2 separate regions of the Zea mays genome follow, and region 2 is linked to region 1. A link is a contact called in public Hi-C data. All regions are on one chromosome and are shown on one strand. Each heading gives the region's core, a stretch centred on a gene start, on an enhancer-like site or on the middle of the called end of the contact. The rest is flanking DNA. Distances are from core to core; before and after follow the strand shown.

Evidence for each region. A called contact is a pair of places that touch in the nucleus more often than the background predicts.
Region 2: a Hi-C map of leaf shows a contact between it and region 1, with 6 times the contacts expected there. The contact joins the enhancer-like site here to the promoter of LOC100282785 in region 1. A contact is called at or near these places in 2 of 25 Hi-C or Micro-C datasets (leaf and tassel).

Annotation. Positions count from the first base shown.
Region 1 is chr1:32,495,839-32,503,603 of Zm-B73-REFERENCE-NAM-5.0, reverse strand. LOC100282785 reads right to left here and starts at 4,363. Exons shown (of 5, transcript NM_001155691.2): 1 at 4,100-4,363; 2 at 3,847-3,980; 3 at 3,649-3,752; 4 at 2,447-2,578; 5 at 1,768-2,088. The coding sequence starts at 3,967. The coding sequence ends at 2,062. LOC103633413 reads right to left here. Exons shown (of 5, transcript NM_001368826.1): 4 at 7,410-7,541; 5 at 6,968-7,248. The coding sequence ends at 7,222.
Region 2 is chr1:32,731,857-32,739,621 of Zm-B73-REFERENCE-NAM-5.0, reverse strand. No RefSeq gene overlaps it. Among protein-coding and RNA genes, the nearest start is that of LOC100275469, 6.2 kb to the right of the region's middle. Within about 2 kb of position 3,376, at least 18 of the 20 cell types and tissues checked have an H3K27ac peak or open chromatin away from gene starts, as enhancers often do. A contact at or near this core is called in leaf and tassel, where this site is marked.

The DNA.
Region 1 (7,765 bases), core at 3,114-5,613:
CCGGATCCAACACCACGGACACGAGGGCCCGGATGTTGTGCAGGCCGACTGCTTGAGCGTGGAGAGCAGCGATGAGGTCGGCGTCGAGGTCAGAGGCGTGGGGGTCCTCTGGGGGCTCCGCATCGGCGAGAGTCGGGTGGCCGAGGAGACGCTGCGTGGTGGCCATCTGGGTGGCCAGAGCAGCGCCCAGGGCACGCTCACGCTCCAGGGCGAGGGAGGCAGCGCGCTCGCGCTCCCGCGAGGCCATCACAGCGGCCTGGATCGAGGCGAGGGTGCTGACGAGCGGGGGGTCGGTGGTGGGGATGGTGGAGGGCGCGACACGATGACTCCAGGTGGGTGAAGCGAAGGCGGGGAAGCCCGGCGGGGAGGTGCGATGCAGGGGCAGCGGGGAGGAGGCGTGGAGCGGACCGAGGCCGATGATGTAAGGGGCCCCTCCATGGGCGGGCTCGCTGCCGATCGCAGCGGGGGCGATAGTGCCAGTGGCGGCAGTGGTGCTGTCGTCCATGTCGGCGGAGACGCAGGGGCAGGGGCGCAGCCTGGCCAGGCGCCTGGTCGAGGAGGTGCAGGGACGTCGGGCGCCGCTCCCTGCGGGCCTGGTGCCTGGTCGAGGTGGGACGTCGGGCGCCGCTCCCAGGGGGAAGGCCGGCGGCGGCGGACGCGCGGGGGCAGAGGCCCTGGGCGCGACGAGCGCGCAGGGGAGGAAGACCGGCGGCCGAGGGAGGCCGCCGGCGGCGTCCGGGGTCGGGTCCGGCGGCGGCGAACGCGCAGGGGCAGGGGCCCTGGGCGCGACGAGCACGCAGGGGAGGGGCGTCGGGAGGCGCGTCGGGGAAGAGGGAGGCCGGCGACGGGCGCGTAGGGGCAGAGGGGCGCTCCGCGCCTGGGCAGGGGACCGGCGGTGGAGCCGACGGCTGGGAGGGATAGGGAGGCCGGCGGCTGGGAAGCCGGCGGCTGGGAGGGAGAGGGAGGCCGGCGGCTGGGGTGCCGGCGGCTGGAGAGGAGGGCCGGCGGCTGGAAAACTAACCCTAGCTCTATGATACCATGTTGGAATGTGTACCCATACCTTAACCAGGGATGGGGAGTAGTATTAATAGAGAAGTAACTGGGCCAGGCCCATTACAGTGAGGGGTAAGACGGTAATTACAACCCAAACCCTAGACTAGACGGGTAGTCTAACATATAGCACGAAAGTTGGACTGATTTAACAGCAAGCAGACCAATTTGAAACCCTAATTTACAAAATCTATCACCCAAAGTTCGACCGATTTATATAAAACTACTATTAAATTCGACCAGTCTCAACGGAACTAGGGAATGATATAATATAAATTGCAATGGCAAAAGCATAATGAGATGAAAAATAAGTTTCACGTCAACAAAATTTAAACCCTATACAAACTTTGTAACACACAAGAAATAAAACCTCAATTAGGACTGGACTTAGAGGTCATGCAGCATAAAGGCCAACATTTTAACAACAAAAGTCCATATTAGAACGACGAAAATCAATTAGGGTGTTTGGTTCCCATCTCCTAAAAATTTAGTCAACTTTAGTCCTTAAATACCAATCGAAGTGACTAAAATAGGTCTTCCAAATAGAATTTCTAGAGACTAAACTTTAGTCTCTAAAGTTTAAGAGGATGACCAAAGAAACCAATCATCCCCTTTAATACAACATTGGCAGCACAACTAGGTTAATGAAATAAACTATGCACACATAAGTAATATCCGAGAAACCATGAGACAAACTGAATCAGTAAGATTTTATCTGTCCTGGTCACATGGAAATTGCAACCATCCAATCGATCCAATTCTCAAACTCATAGTAATCAACCGTTACAATGATGGTCAGAATCTCAACATAAACCAAGGCACCAGAATGCAGATGCATCTTCAGAATACATGACAGTCAAATATATAAGCACAATTCAAGTATGGTCGACCTAACAGTGTTCAAACATAGTTTGGAAAGACGTAAAATCTAGTAAACAAGACACCATCACCAGTCCAAGCCTCTGAAAAATGTGTCGCTGAGGCCCATCACCCTGAAAGGTCTTTGGTAAATCAGATGAGAAGCTTCTCAATCGAGTCCTGCAATTTCATTAAATTTGTTTAATCCACAGAGATATGCATACAAGAACATGATAAGACTGACTATTAAACAGCATATAAATATTACAGAATCATAATATTCATATATAAAAATAGCAACATATCAAGTATTAACAACTACTACAAGACAGGACATTAAGGGTGTGTTTGGTTGCGGGACAGCCAGGACAGGGACGTCCCCTGGCGTTCTCTCTCGTCCCTCCAATTTTGAGGGATAACTGGGGACAACACTGGGATAGTCCTGTCCCAACCCCTGACCCTGAACCAAACAACCCTATTTGAGGAATCGTCTCGTCTCATCCCGTCCTGTCATTGCAACCAAACGCACCCTAAGTACCTTGAGACCCTGTATCTGTTGTTTCAGCTGGCTACCCTCATTGCTGGTCACTGAGCAAGCAATGACAGGCCTTGTCACACCACAAGCACGGCCAAGAGCTTGTTTCGATGGAACAAATACATATGGCACGTTCTGCAAATAGCATAGAATAAATTTATTAGCCAATGGTGATGTTGCCTGAAGGATTTGAAAACATAGAAATGCTTGTGTGTTTGATGCATCCTCCCCTAACATCAACGCTCTTTTGCAGAAGATTCATGGGGATGCTAGCTTATGGGGTATTTCTGGAGCTTCTGCTCTTAGAAGGTTGTGGGTGTAGCTTGGGAAGTATGGTTATGTGTGGCTGCCTTTTGAGGCGCTTGTAATCAGTCTATATTAGACCTTTCTTTCTTCTTAATATAATGATACACAGTTCTCCTGCGTGTTCGAAAAAAAATGGTGAATGTTGCCATATTCATTGAGAAGTCTACTAACAGAAGTGATGTATACAGGTGGTTCATGTCATCAACCAAGCAGAATAAAGAGAGCACAAAAAAAAGGACGTAGAACTAATAAACACAAGCTAAATCAGCTAACAGGAGTGCACTGCCAGGCTGAATTGTCACTACATGTCTGTTACATAACGAAATATAACCTGCTAGCGCTAAATTCACAAGAAATTCAACTCCTAGGCATTGAGGGTTCATACCCCTCTCATTTTTTTAAAAAAAAGGTATGTTTCATTTTGTTATGGCAGAATTTAACCAGCAATTACTCTATAAATATATTATTGTGTTGTCAAAAAGTATAAACATAAGAAAGAGGTTTTGAATATGAATCTAATGATACCAACCTTGCAGCACAAGAATTATATACTAATGGAAAAATTGTTGATTGAAGGGAATGCAAATTGAGCAATATATTTTCAAACGCAGGGAGTACCATTTACAGTTAATTAAATAAGAAATTAACTAAGAAACACAGTTGAAGTAATTATTTTTTTGTCAGAGTCACACACAATGAGTATCTGACAACAATGTTGCAAGCATCCATAACTCAAAAGATTGGCTTCATTGCATTCGAAGCAACTAAGAAATCCTCTATAACTTAAGCAGTTAACAAAGGACCGTTCATTCTCACTAACAATACAACAAAGGGCAAAAACAAAACAATAATCACACACAGCACTAGTGTACGTGAAACAAAGGGCAAATTATAAGCACCTTATCCTCAGCTAGCAAGGGGAGGTGGAGGAGGATCTCGAGCGGCTCCGTGTCCGCCGCCATCACTACGAACTCCGATATCCCCCTGTTCAGGGTCTTCGTCGCTACGCCAAACACAAAAGACTCGAGTTGAGTAAGAAAGGCCCAGAATTAACAGAGTACAGGTCAGGAGACGTGCACAAGGGATTGGCACGGTACCTTCGTTAGCTCCCTTCTTGAGCTGCTTGTAGTTGGCGGCCTGCTGGATGATATCGATGATACCTATCGTCAGCTGCGCATCAGCCAGCGGGTACGCCTTCGGGTTCACCGCCGACTCCATAGCAGGGGCGGATCTAGTAAAGGGACCCGATAATTTTTTGCAAAAAGTTAGAAGTAGCCAAATAACTTGAGGTTGAGAGTTCGAGAATTCAGTTTTGCGCAGCGGACAGGAAAGAGAAGGGGCTGGGAATACCTGGGGCGCTCTTCGCCGGCAACAATATGAGCTAAGGACGGCGGCGGCGGCAGCCTAGAAGGGTTATTCGTCCTAGGCGGATGCTGAGGCCGGTGGCTGTGGCGTCCCGCGTCCTGGCTTAGTCGCGGGTTCTCGCGGCCGGAGTCCCGTGTGTGGGAGGCGGACGCTTCGGTTAGGTTAGGGTTAATTCACAGTATATTTATTCGCTTGGCTGTAGCTGAGCCCTTCTCATTCCATGTATATGCGCGGTGTTGCCGCGCTCTTGTCTGAGTTGGGCCAGTCCGCATACATGAGTTTATACTAAGAAGACTATCAATGTGGGATCTGGGATCAACCCATTTACCTGCGCTACATCATGGATAGAAATGATTGTAATTTGTATACACATTGATGTAAATAATGTGTATAAGATTGTTCTATTTGAAGAAGAAGATATAATCCTGACAAATCTAACCACGTTGCACTAAAAGCTGAGAACACAACTACTTAGGGCATGTTTGGATCCCTTGAGCTAGAGCAAGTTTCGTCACTCTAGAAGCTAAATATTGAAACAGAAAGAGTTAAAAATGACTAAAAGAATATCTTTTACCATTTTAGTTACTTTTAGCTCTTTATGTTTGGATTTTTAGCTCACAAAGTGGCTAAATTAGTTCATGGGATTCAAATAGGCCTTTAATTTGTTGCATTGACAGTGAAGCATGTGATTTTATGTAAGAGGTACTGATAGTTTTGGAGCAAGGAAAAGCTGAAGCATTGGTTCAAGGTGTGTCTGTGTCTGCAAATGAGAAGAAAAATAAACGGAATTTTATTATGTGAGGTTTTGTACCGTCATTTCTGAGATTGCAAGTGCACCTTCTTACCAGGGAAAAATAGGATTGACTCAACTTTTTGTGGTGTATTGAACAGAGGGCACGTGTGCATCTTGGTTGTTAGAATCACATAGTGACATAGAGATGCATCAACAGAGATAGGTAGGTAGTAGGACAGAGACGATAACCAAGAAGACAGTAGCACCAGGAAAAGATACAAAAAAATCAAGGGACCATCAGTTTGAAGTACAGTCAAAAAATTAAAAAGGAAAGGGTAAATCAGTAGTGTGCGTGCTCTATGTTGCTAGTTTTGCTTTTTTGTAGCAAGATGACCCTGAATTACTCATCATTTTGTGTAATTGCAACGGTGTACTTTGAATTTTTTTTGTAGGTGAGTAAGCTTGAGGGATGAGTTTGCTTGGAGCTCATATTCCAAAACCAATTGGAAGTAAAAGAGTGTTTGCGCCAGTTTGCATCTCTTTGCGTTAAGCTGCAGCCAGCTGTGTATGCAGAGTATTGATCTGTAGAAGAAGACAAATCTTGGTGCTGCAGAGTATTGGATTCAAGAAACCATCTGCTCCGTGGATTACGTGTTTTCAGGCACCTGTGTATGTTCTGGCGGCGCTTCTCGTCACGGCCGTAGCATTGTTTACTGAACTGCTTCATTGATGCAGTAGTGCAACAGCAGTAGTAGTAGTAGCATTGTTCATGAGAAAAACAGGCATAGATTCAGATTCAGTGACACGTTTATCTCTCCCCCCAATGCTAAGGCGGACGCCAAACACTGGTCACCGTTACTGGTTTTACAATATGCCCTGCTAGCTGCCTTTGCATTTAGATGAAGTGTCTTACTTTAAGCCTTTAGCCATGACAATGGCAACGGAATTCTGCCTCTTTATGTTTCTTACTGCACTGCACAGTAGAAATGGATACATGGCCAGGTTGAGGTGCATACGAGGTCCTGAGCCACCAGCTACAGATGTTGATTGCCTCTGCTATGAAATGAGATGGTTTAGCATTGTACAACATCCGTTCTCGAATATTTATCGTCCCTAGTTCATTTTTAAACTAAATGGCGACAAATAAAAAAACGGAAAGAGTATAATATTTATGTCTTTACCTTCCACTTAACCATATTCACTTGGGCCTTTATCTTCCAATCTGATTGTTCCATTTGTTTGGACAGGTTTGGGTGATTAATCGGTGATGCTTAGCATATGTTGAGGTTTCTTATTTTGAAATGATATGCTTAGTTCTAAAGTGATGTTTCTTCGCAACACATATGTTCTGTTTCTTCTTAGCGCATGTGTTGAAGATGTCAGTCTATCAAGATTGTTCTATGTTTCTTGATTGTCTTATTTTGGTAGCAAGACTGCCAGATTGTCTCGGCAGCATGCTATCCTATGGTAGAAAGAATGATGGACTGTCAGATTGGTTGATTATTCACTGCGTTTATAAAGCAGCAGTGTCAGATTGTTCAAATATGTTCTGTGTTTATAAAACAGCCTTCTTCAATCCTAGCCTGCCGAACAGGCCTTTAAATCCCGGCCTGGAACAGTTCTCTGCCTGGAAAGAGTGACACACCCGGATGCACTGAATCTCGGCCTGGAACAGTAGTTCCTAGGCTGCCGAAGGCCCCGCTTGATTGCTCCGGAACCAGTGCCTAGAATAGTTTAGGGTTAGAATGGTTCACACATTTGTATTACATTGTAGCTGGAATGGTTCCTGCCCTCCAATCCAATCCAGACTAACCGAACGAACACTACAGAGCATTTTGCAACTGGCGAACTATGCCAGGACCAAAAGTATACAGCCAAGCAATCAACCGCCCAGGCCAGGCTGCTTTGTATCCAGTTTGGTTCCCTACCAAGTTATCCGAGTGTAGGAACCAGAATGTTTTTGTTACCTGCGATCTGGGGCTGTTCTAATGAACCAATTCTTCAGTTCAGTTATTTATGCCCCCACATACAACTTTATTTGCGCTGCTCGTGATCACATATAAGTGACTTTATTTGCGCTGATTCGTCATCACAGAAGTTAATCGATGGGAACGATCCAATACTCAAAAACATAGCAATCAGCCATCACAATGATGTGGTCGGATCCAGAACAGAAACCAGCCACCACGATACAGAGGCATCTTGAGGATACATGACAATCACAAATATAAAGTGAAGCACAATTCAAATATGATTGACTTAGCAGTGTTCAAATATAGTTTGGAAAGCGTAATGTAAACAAGACACCATCACCAGTCCAAGCCTCTGAAAAATGTGTCGCCGAGGCCCATCACACTGAAAGATCTTAGGTAAATCAGATGAGAAGCTTCTCAATCGAGTCCTGTAATTTCATTAAATTTGATTAATCTACACAGATGTATACAAGAACATGACGATAAGGCTATTAAACAGCGTATAAATATTACACAATCATAATATTCATATATAAAAACACTAAAATATAAAGTATTAACAAGTGCTACATGACAGAACATTAAGTACCTTGAGACCCTGTATCTGTTGTTTCAGCTGGCTACCCTCATTGCTGGTCACTGAGCAAGCAATGACGGGTCTTGTCACACCACAAGCACGGCCAAGAGCTTGTTTCGATGGAACAAATACATATGGGACGTTCTGCACATACCATAAGGCAAATTTATTAGCCAATGGTGAATCTTTTTGTTTGCATAAGATCCAATGATGAATGCTGCCATAGTCATTATGTATGCTAACATTAAGTGTACAAGTAGGTCATCAACCAAGCAGGATAAAGAGAGCACAAAGAATCATGTAGAACTAACTAAACACAAGCCAAATCAACTAACATGACTGCATTGCCGGGCTGAATTGAACTATCA
Region 2 (7,765 bases), core at 2,127-4,626, 240 kb before region 1:
GGAACAACCAGACCAGCCGAAGCATTACGCAAGGCATTAAGACCTCGAAGGAGTGAAACCACTCCTCCGAGGCCTCGGGGGCTACACCCGGCGGGTGCGCTCGCGCGCACCCACCGGAACAAAATGCAACCGAGAAAGGCTGGTCCCCTTGCAAAAAAGTGCGACGAAAGCCTCTAAGCGAGTGCTAACACTCCCTTCGAGGCTTGGGGGCTACTGTCGGGGACCATAATTAGGGGTACCCTCAAGACTCCTAATTCTCAGCTGGTAACCCCCATCAGCATAAAGCTGCAAAGGCCTGATGGGTGCGATTAAGTCAGGGATCAGTCCATTCGAGTGACTCGATCATGCCTCGCCCGAGCCTAGCCTCGGACAAGGGCAGCCGACCCCGGAGGATTTCCGTCTCGCCCGAGGTCCCCCTCCAACGGCGGACATATCTCCGGCTCGCCCGAGGCCGTACCTTCGCTAAGAAGCAACCATGACTAAATCGCCGCACCGACCGACCAAATCGCAAGAGCATTTAACACAAAGGTGGCCTGACACCTTTATCCTGACGCACGCCAGCAGAGCCGAAGTGATCGCCGTCACTTCACCGCTCCACTGACTGGCCTCACAGAAGGACAGCGCCGCCTGCGCCACTCCGACTGCAGTGCCACTTGACAGAGTGAGACTAACAGGCAGTCAGGCCCTGCCAAAGGCACCATAGGAAGCTCCGCTTCGCCCGACCCAGGGCTCGGACTCGGGCTAGGTCCCGGAAGACGGCGAACTCCGCCCGACCCAGGGCTCGGACTCGGGCTAGGTCCCGGAAGACGGCGAACTCCGCTCCGCCCGACCCAGGGCTCGGACTCGGGCTCAGCCCCGGAAGACGGCGAACTCCGCTCCGCCCGACCCAGGGCTCGGACTCGGGCTAAGTCCCGGAAGACGGCGAACTCCGCTCCGCCCGACCAGAGCTCGGACTCGGGCTAAGTCCCGGAAGACGGCGAACTCCGCTCCGCCCGACCCTAGGGCTCGGACTCGGGCTCAGCCCCAGAAGACGACGAACTCCGCTCCGCCCGACCCCAGGGCTCGGACTCGAGCTCAGCCCCGGAAGACGGCGAACTCCGCTCCGCCCGACCCAGGGCTCGGACTCGGGCTAAGTATCGGAAGACGGCGAACTCCGCTCCGCCCGACCCAGGGCTCGGACTCGGGCTAAGTCCCGGAAGACGGCGAACTCCGCTCCGCCCGACCCTAGGGCTCGGACTCGGGCTCAGCCCCAGAAGACGACGAACTCCGCTCCGCCCGACCCCAGGGCTCGGACTCGGGCTCAGCCCCAGAAGACGACGAACTTCGCTTCGCCCGACCCCAGGGCTCGGACTCCGCCCTGGCCTCTGCCGAACGACCTCCGCCTCGCCCGACCCAGGGGCTCGGACTCGGCCTCGGCCATGGAAGACAGACTCGACCTCGGCTTCGGAGGAGCCTCCACATCGCCCAACCTAGGGCGCAGGCCAGCCACGTCAACAGGAAGCGCCATCATCACCCTACCCCGAGCTGACTCGGGCCGCAGAGAACAAGACCGGTGTCCCATCTGGCTAGCTCCGCCAGATAGGCAATGATGGCGCCCCGCATGCTCTGTGACGACGGCGGCTCTCAGCTCTCTTACGGAAGCAGGAGGACGTCAGCAAGGACTCAACCGCTCCGACAGCTGTCCCTCCGCCAGGCTCCATCGCTCCTCCGACGGCCACGACATCACACCAGCTGGGTGCCAAAATCTCTCCGGCTGCCACATCGGCATGTACTTAGGGCGCTAGCTCTCCCCCGCTAGACACGTAGCACTCTGCTACACCCCCCGTTGTACACCTGGATCCTCTCCTTACGCCTATAAAAGGAAGGACCAGGGCCCTCTTAGAGAGGGTTGGCCGCACGGGGACGAGGACGAGACAGGCGCTCTCTTGGGGCCGCTCGCTTCCCTCTCCCGCGTGGACGCTTGTAACCCCCTACTGCAAGCGCTCCCGACCTGGGCGCGGGACGAACACGAAGGCCGCGGGATTCCCACCTCTCTCACGCCGGTCTCCGGCCGCCTCGCTCCTTCCCCCTTCGCGCTCGCCCTCGCGCTCGACCCATCTGGGCTAGCCAGATTATAAATAATTACAAATTTAATAGATTATAAATAATTACGGGAAGTGGGATAAATGTCAAAATAATTCATAAAAAATACCATCTACAGCCACTCGACATATTTAATAGATTATAAATAATTACAAATTCATGTAATGGCACATATGAAAAAGATTTATTGTCTTTTAATGTTGGTGGGCCGACGGAACGTGCTGGTTGGCGCGAGCATCGCCCGCGTTCGTGCCGTCGTTGGCGCGTCCATCTTGGCAGGAAGCAGTGAGCGGCAGCAAGTTTATCGGTGAAAGTATATATTCATTTCCCTTGGGCCGAACTTAACCAACTGCATTTTCCATTAAGAAGTGAACGATCCCCCGGCGCCGGCCGACTGCTAATTAAAACCTGCCGACCGCGTCCGACGAGGGGCACAGGGCAGCGCCAGTATTTCGTCGGACGGCGCGGCACGAGCAGAGGAGGAGCAGCCACACAGCGCCACCGTCAAAGGCCGGACCGGGACGGTGGGGCAGCGGGGGCGGCATAAAAAAAAGCTGCCGCCACGGCCCGCGAGGTCCTTTTTGGCTTGTGATCTATGAACCGGCGCGAGCTGTTTGTTACGTAGCTCATCGCGCAACTTGGCCAAGATGCTGTGGACGTGATGCAATGGTCGGCGCTCATCAGGCTCAGCAGAAGGCCCATCCAACTAGTATCTCTGAAGTAAACGCCTGTGTGGTATACTATTGGCGACACGAAATGTCAAAAATGCAAGTTAGCTGACGCGCATACGCTTTTTTAGCCGGAGACGGGAGAGGTCCGCCGACTTCTGACTAAACTAGGTTGAAATTCAGAGGTCACGATTGCGTTCCATTGTTGACTGCAATAGGAGTACTGATTAAAGAAATTTCACGTGCAAGTTCTACGGCTGCAAAGAGCTGGATGCGCGCGTATTGGAAGGAGAACCACCGAAGGAGCGAGCGAGTAGCCAGTAATCCAGTATAAGCGTTCTGGTGGTGCACATGCTGATGGGCGTGCGTGGGCCTTCCACAAGTCAAAGCACGGACGATACAGTGCGTGCGTGCGTGCTACAACCATGAGATTTTTTTTTTTAATTACATGGACAGGAGGCCTGGCCAGACGACCGTGGCCTGTACATTTTGCCGCCAATGCCAATGATATCACATCTCGCACGTTCGCACGCCTAGAAACCTGGAGCAGCAGCACGGCATGGCGATCAGTCACATGCGGTTCCTTTCCTCGCTCGCTCACCCCAGGGCCCAGGCCCAGATGGATGGCCGATGGCGGCGAGCGAAAAGGCCCCGTCCACGCAGAAAACCACCCGACAATTCCACAGCTTTCTCCGGAGCCACCAAACCAAATGGTAGCTGACGCGGTGCCGGTGCAGGTCACGTACGGCAGAAAAAAAATCCAACTTATGGCTCTGGATGGCCCGCCGCCGTCTGTGCCGGACCAAGAGCTGTGACGGGCTGAATGCGACCACGCCATGGCCGGGCGATATTTATCGTAGCTCACACACACACACACACGTTCAAGTTAGCTAGCTAGTGCCAAACCACCTTCGTGTTTTATTTATACTGGCAAGTCGATCGTGTTTTAAGAGCAAATGATGATATGCCTCGGCGTCAGCAGATATACAATGGCGTCTGCGTCTCCACCCCTCGCCAGATTAGTTAGACGTAGCTGTCCTAATTAGCTCATCATCATCGTTCTAAATTCCAAGGGCCCCTCTCCCTCTCCATCCATCAACGCCACTACCTTCTCTCTAGCTCGCCTCAGAATAACATTCTGATGATGGATCCATCCATCTCACGGGGACGGCTTCAGCGCTAGCTAGCATACATATGACGTTCCAAAGAGAGCACACACACGCCATGGGCGAAACAGTACTGCTTCTTCTAAAGGCCCGGGTGGTTGCTGTTGATGCCGCTACTAGATGGTTCGAGAACATTAACTAAGTTTGGAAAGGCCTGGAGCGGCTAATGATGACCAGGTTGTTTATACTACTACTACTACTAGCCTCGTTGATCTCGTCATCAGCAGAAAAAATAAACGGGCAACTGCCAACTGGCCGTAAGAGATTTTCAGGAGCGCCGCCCATGGAGAGGTTGTTTGACCTGCAACATGCATGTGTTGGATATACGCCCACTTGGAGGAGAACCCAAGAAAAGATCTGGCCGAGGTCGCGCTCGCGCTTGCTATAGCTTACCCAAATAAAATAAGATGGCAAGCGGTGGAAACTTGAGAGAGCTCGTCCGGATAAAATCGTAATTCGGCGCTACAAGGCGTTCTAAAACTTGGCGCGCCCGTAGATGTATGCCAAGTTTGAAACATACACTTCTGAATGAGTTTGAAACATGCATACTGCCTATACATATAACTGAAAAACAGCGCTATACTGAATTAGTATGAAAATAAGACTAGCAAAATAGGAGTACCTTATTGGATGCATTCTAACTAATAAAGCAACCTTAATTAAACTTGACCTTGACAAACTGCACCAAAATTGGGTGCCCAACGAAAACCACTTTATTCCAGGCGGGCTTCTCATGTTTTGCTTCTCTCTTTTACAAGCTGAATTCGTCAAAGCCACACAGAAAAACCCTCGGCGCTGCTATCATTAATTAATATAGCTAGGTGTAGCTTCTTTTACCGTACCGGTTCCATAGTTTTTAACTTAGCTTTTCTGCAGCAGGAATATTTCGTTGCAAGTTTTCCCCACTTTTCAACTTGGTCGGCGCCTTAACAAATCTTCAACCGCCTATCCTCGAATAAAAGAAGAGATATTCACCTTATCGTGAGCCCACATGGTTTCCACGATGCTCACGGTAGATCGCGATCGTCTCTTCCCCGCTGGGGGAACAGCCACCCAAAAGGATCATCACCACATCACTTTCTCTAAAGAATTCTAGCTTTTTTTTTATCGAAATCCCATCAGCAAGCAGGTGTAAAGGTGATGCTTGGGCTTCGGCTAGTGGTAAAGAACAGATCATTTACCTGTCTGTTGACATGTACATGTAATTGTCTTACAAAATATTTTTTTGTATTGTAGACTCTACTAATATTAGAGTAAAGTTTGAATATAGAGATGGAGATAGGTAAGCTGTTGGATAGAGATAGAACCTAAGAGCATCTTCAAGAGACTCTTTATTTTTTACTCTCTAATTGACTCTTTATTTGTCTTTCTATAAAGATTAAACTATATATATAACATCTCATTCCAACAGACTCTTCAAAATACAAGCTAACTTGGCTAGCAAGAGTTGCTAGCCAAATTTGGCTAGCTTGGAAGTCAATTTAGAGAGCCGGATAGCTCGACAAGTTAAATGACTAACCTGTTGGAAAACAATTTTGCTATTAAGTAGCTAAAATTTAGCTTGACAAGCTATTTAGCTAGTCTTTTGGAGATGCTCTAAAAGCATGTTATGTTTACTATACAATTTCCCTTTCCGGTAAGAACTAAAGCGTTCACACCTTTAATTTAACCTAACGATGGGGGTACCTGCATTCATGTTTTTTTTCTCTTCTACCTACGCTTTCTCTATTCGAAATGTGAGGTTATGATATACTAGGAGCTACACCATGGTATAGATGAGTTTTGTTTTGTAACAATTCTAATCTTATTCGGTTAGAATTCTTAGGTTCATATTATTCTCTCGTACACCGGGCTGTATAAGTAAAGACCTTTTCTGTACTTACCATACAATCAATAACTATCTAGAGTAGTCAAAGTTTAGACACTGATACTTCTCAGGATGATAACACATCGCCTCTATTTTTTCATGATAATCGGAGCCATCTTCACAAATTAATCTCATGGTGTTATCAAGCTCCACCACCAACCCCCTCTTCACCGTCCAAGCTTTAGAGAAGTTATTCAATGGCAACCAAGTGTTAGAATATAATATAAGTGAATTTCCCACATCTTCCTATCAGCTTAAGCTTTTAGGTTGTGTTGGTTAGTGCATGTAACTTAATATGGTATCAGAGCCAGAGTCTCGAGTTCCAGTCCTGGTTAGCACAATTAAATAAAATAATTGTTGCTCGCTCGTATATTCCACGTTAGAGACCCAAAAGAGGCTCGACGTGAGGGAGAGTGTTAGAATATAATATAAGTGAATTGTCCATATCTTCATATTAGCTTAAGCTTTTAGGTTGTATTGGTTGGTGCATGCAACTTAATATCAAGTACTATTATAGCATGCTCACTACCATCTATGTGGTGCACGCTTTAAAGGATACATCACCAGCAAAACCGATGCATATGACACCGAGCTGATCGAGAAGACATCACATTATTTTATAGAACATGTAAAAGACTAGCGTATAGTCTATGCTAACACTACGATTCTAGAGAGGGGTTGATGGCGGTGGCGCCGCCTCAAGGGGAGGGGTTGATGGCGACAGACCGACAGTGGGAAGGGATGATGAATGATTCAAATAATATTGTCCATTGACTTTGATTAAGGGAGATGTGGTTATCCAACGATTTGAATTGTTGGTTTTGACAGTGTGTTAAGTTTGGATGCATTTTGTTTGGTGGATTTAGTAGATGCTATGGGTGTGGGGTGATTTGTTTGGGTGAGTTTTGCAAAGTTTAAAGTGGTGGATTATATAGTGATATAGAATATGTAAAGGTGCTAAAAAACTCTGCAAGTTGATGTGGACACATAATTGATGATAAAAACATGACATAAAAGTTTTAGAAGATTTTGCAGTTTTTTAGTGTCAAAGTGTTCATAAATGAAAAATATCTCAACTAAGTTTCATAAACATGCAACTACAACTCTCCACTCCACACTATATACATTAATTTCATCATTATTTTCATTTACGTTTTGGTGCACACATCCATATAGGGTATCCATTTAATTTGAATGATAGATTGAAATTTCTTGGCAAATTTACTATTTTATATCACTTGAATGTATTACTAGATACTTATTTATAGAAACTGTAAAATAATATGTAGATATGGTAAAAAAAACTAAAATTTGACATATATAGACACGTATCTTGATGATAAAAGCATGACATAAAAGTCTAAAAAGATTTTGTAAGTTTGAAGTATAGCATATGTTTGTAAGCTTAACATATATTCTTATTATTAAATAACATATATAATAATGAATATGCTCATAAGGCATCTATGTACTGTATTCATACTTTGCTTATAATATGATTTTTGTACCAACTATAAATTCATTAATAAAACAAAGTGATACTCGTTACGACATTATGTTCTAAATCAAGTAAGTACCTGAATGTGTTTTGAATTCAAACTATCTATTTTGTATTTCTATATTTATAATGTCTATATTCATATTCAAATTAAAATATGTTAAATAGTAATACCTCGATTCGTTTCTATGTATCCGATTAGAATTCATCTCTAGTTATGCGAAAACAGTACGTAGCAGCTCAACTTCGCCATGGCCATTCGTGCACGGTGCATCGGATCTGATCATCACGAACTCCAGCGCCTTTGCATTGCTTTTGGCGGTGATGTGCTACAGCCTTCGTTCAGATAAAGTGGGCAGACACTCTTTTGGCACGAGTCTTTGAAGAAGAAAAGCTAGCAGAGCAAAATCCCGCGTGGCGCTTGCGCCAGGCGCCGGCCGGTGGACCCGGCAAAATGCCGGAGGAAAGCAAAGCGGCGGCGCTT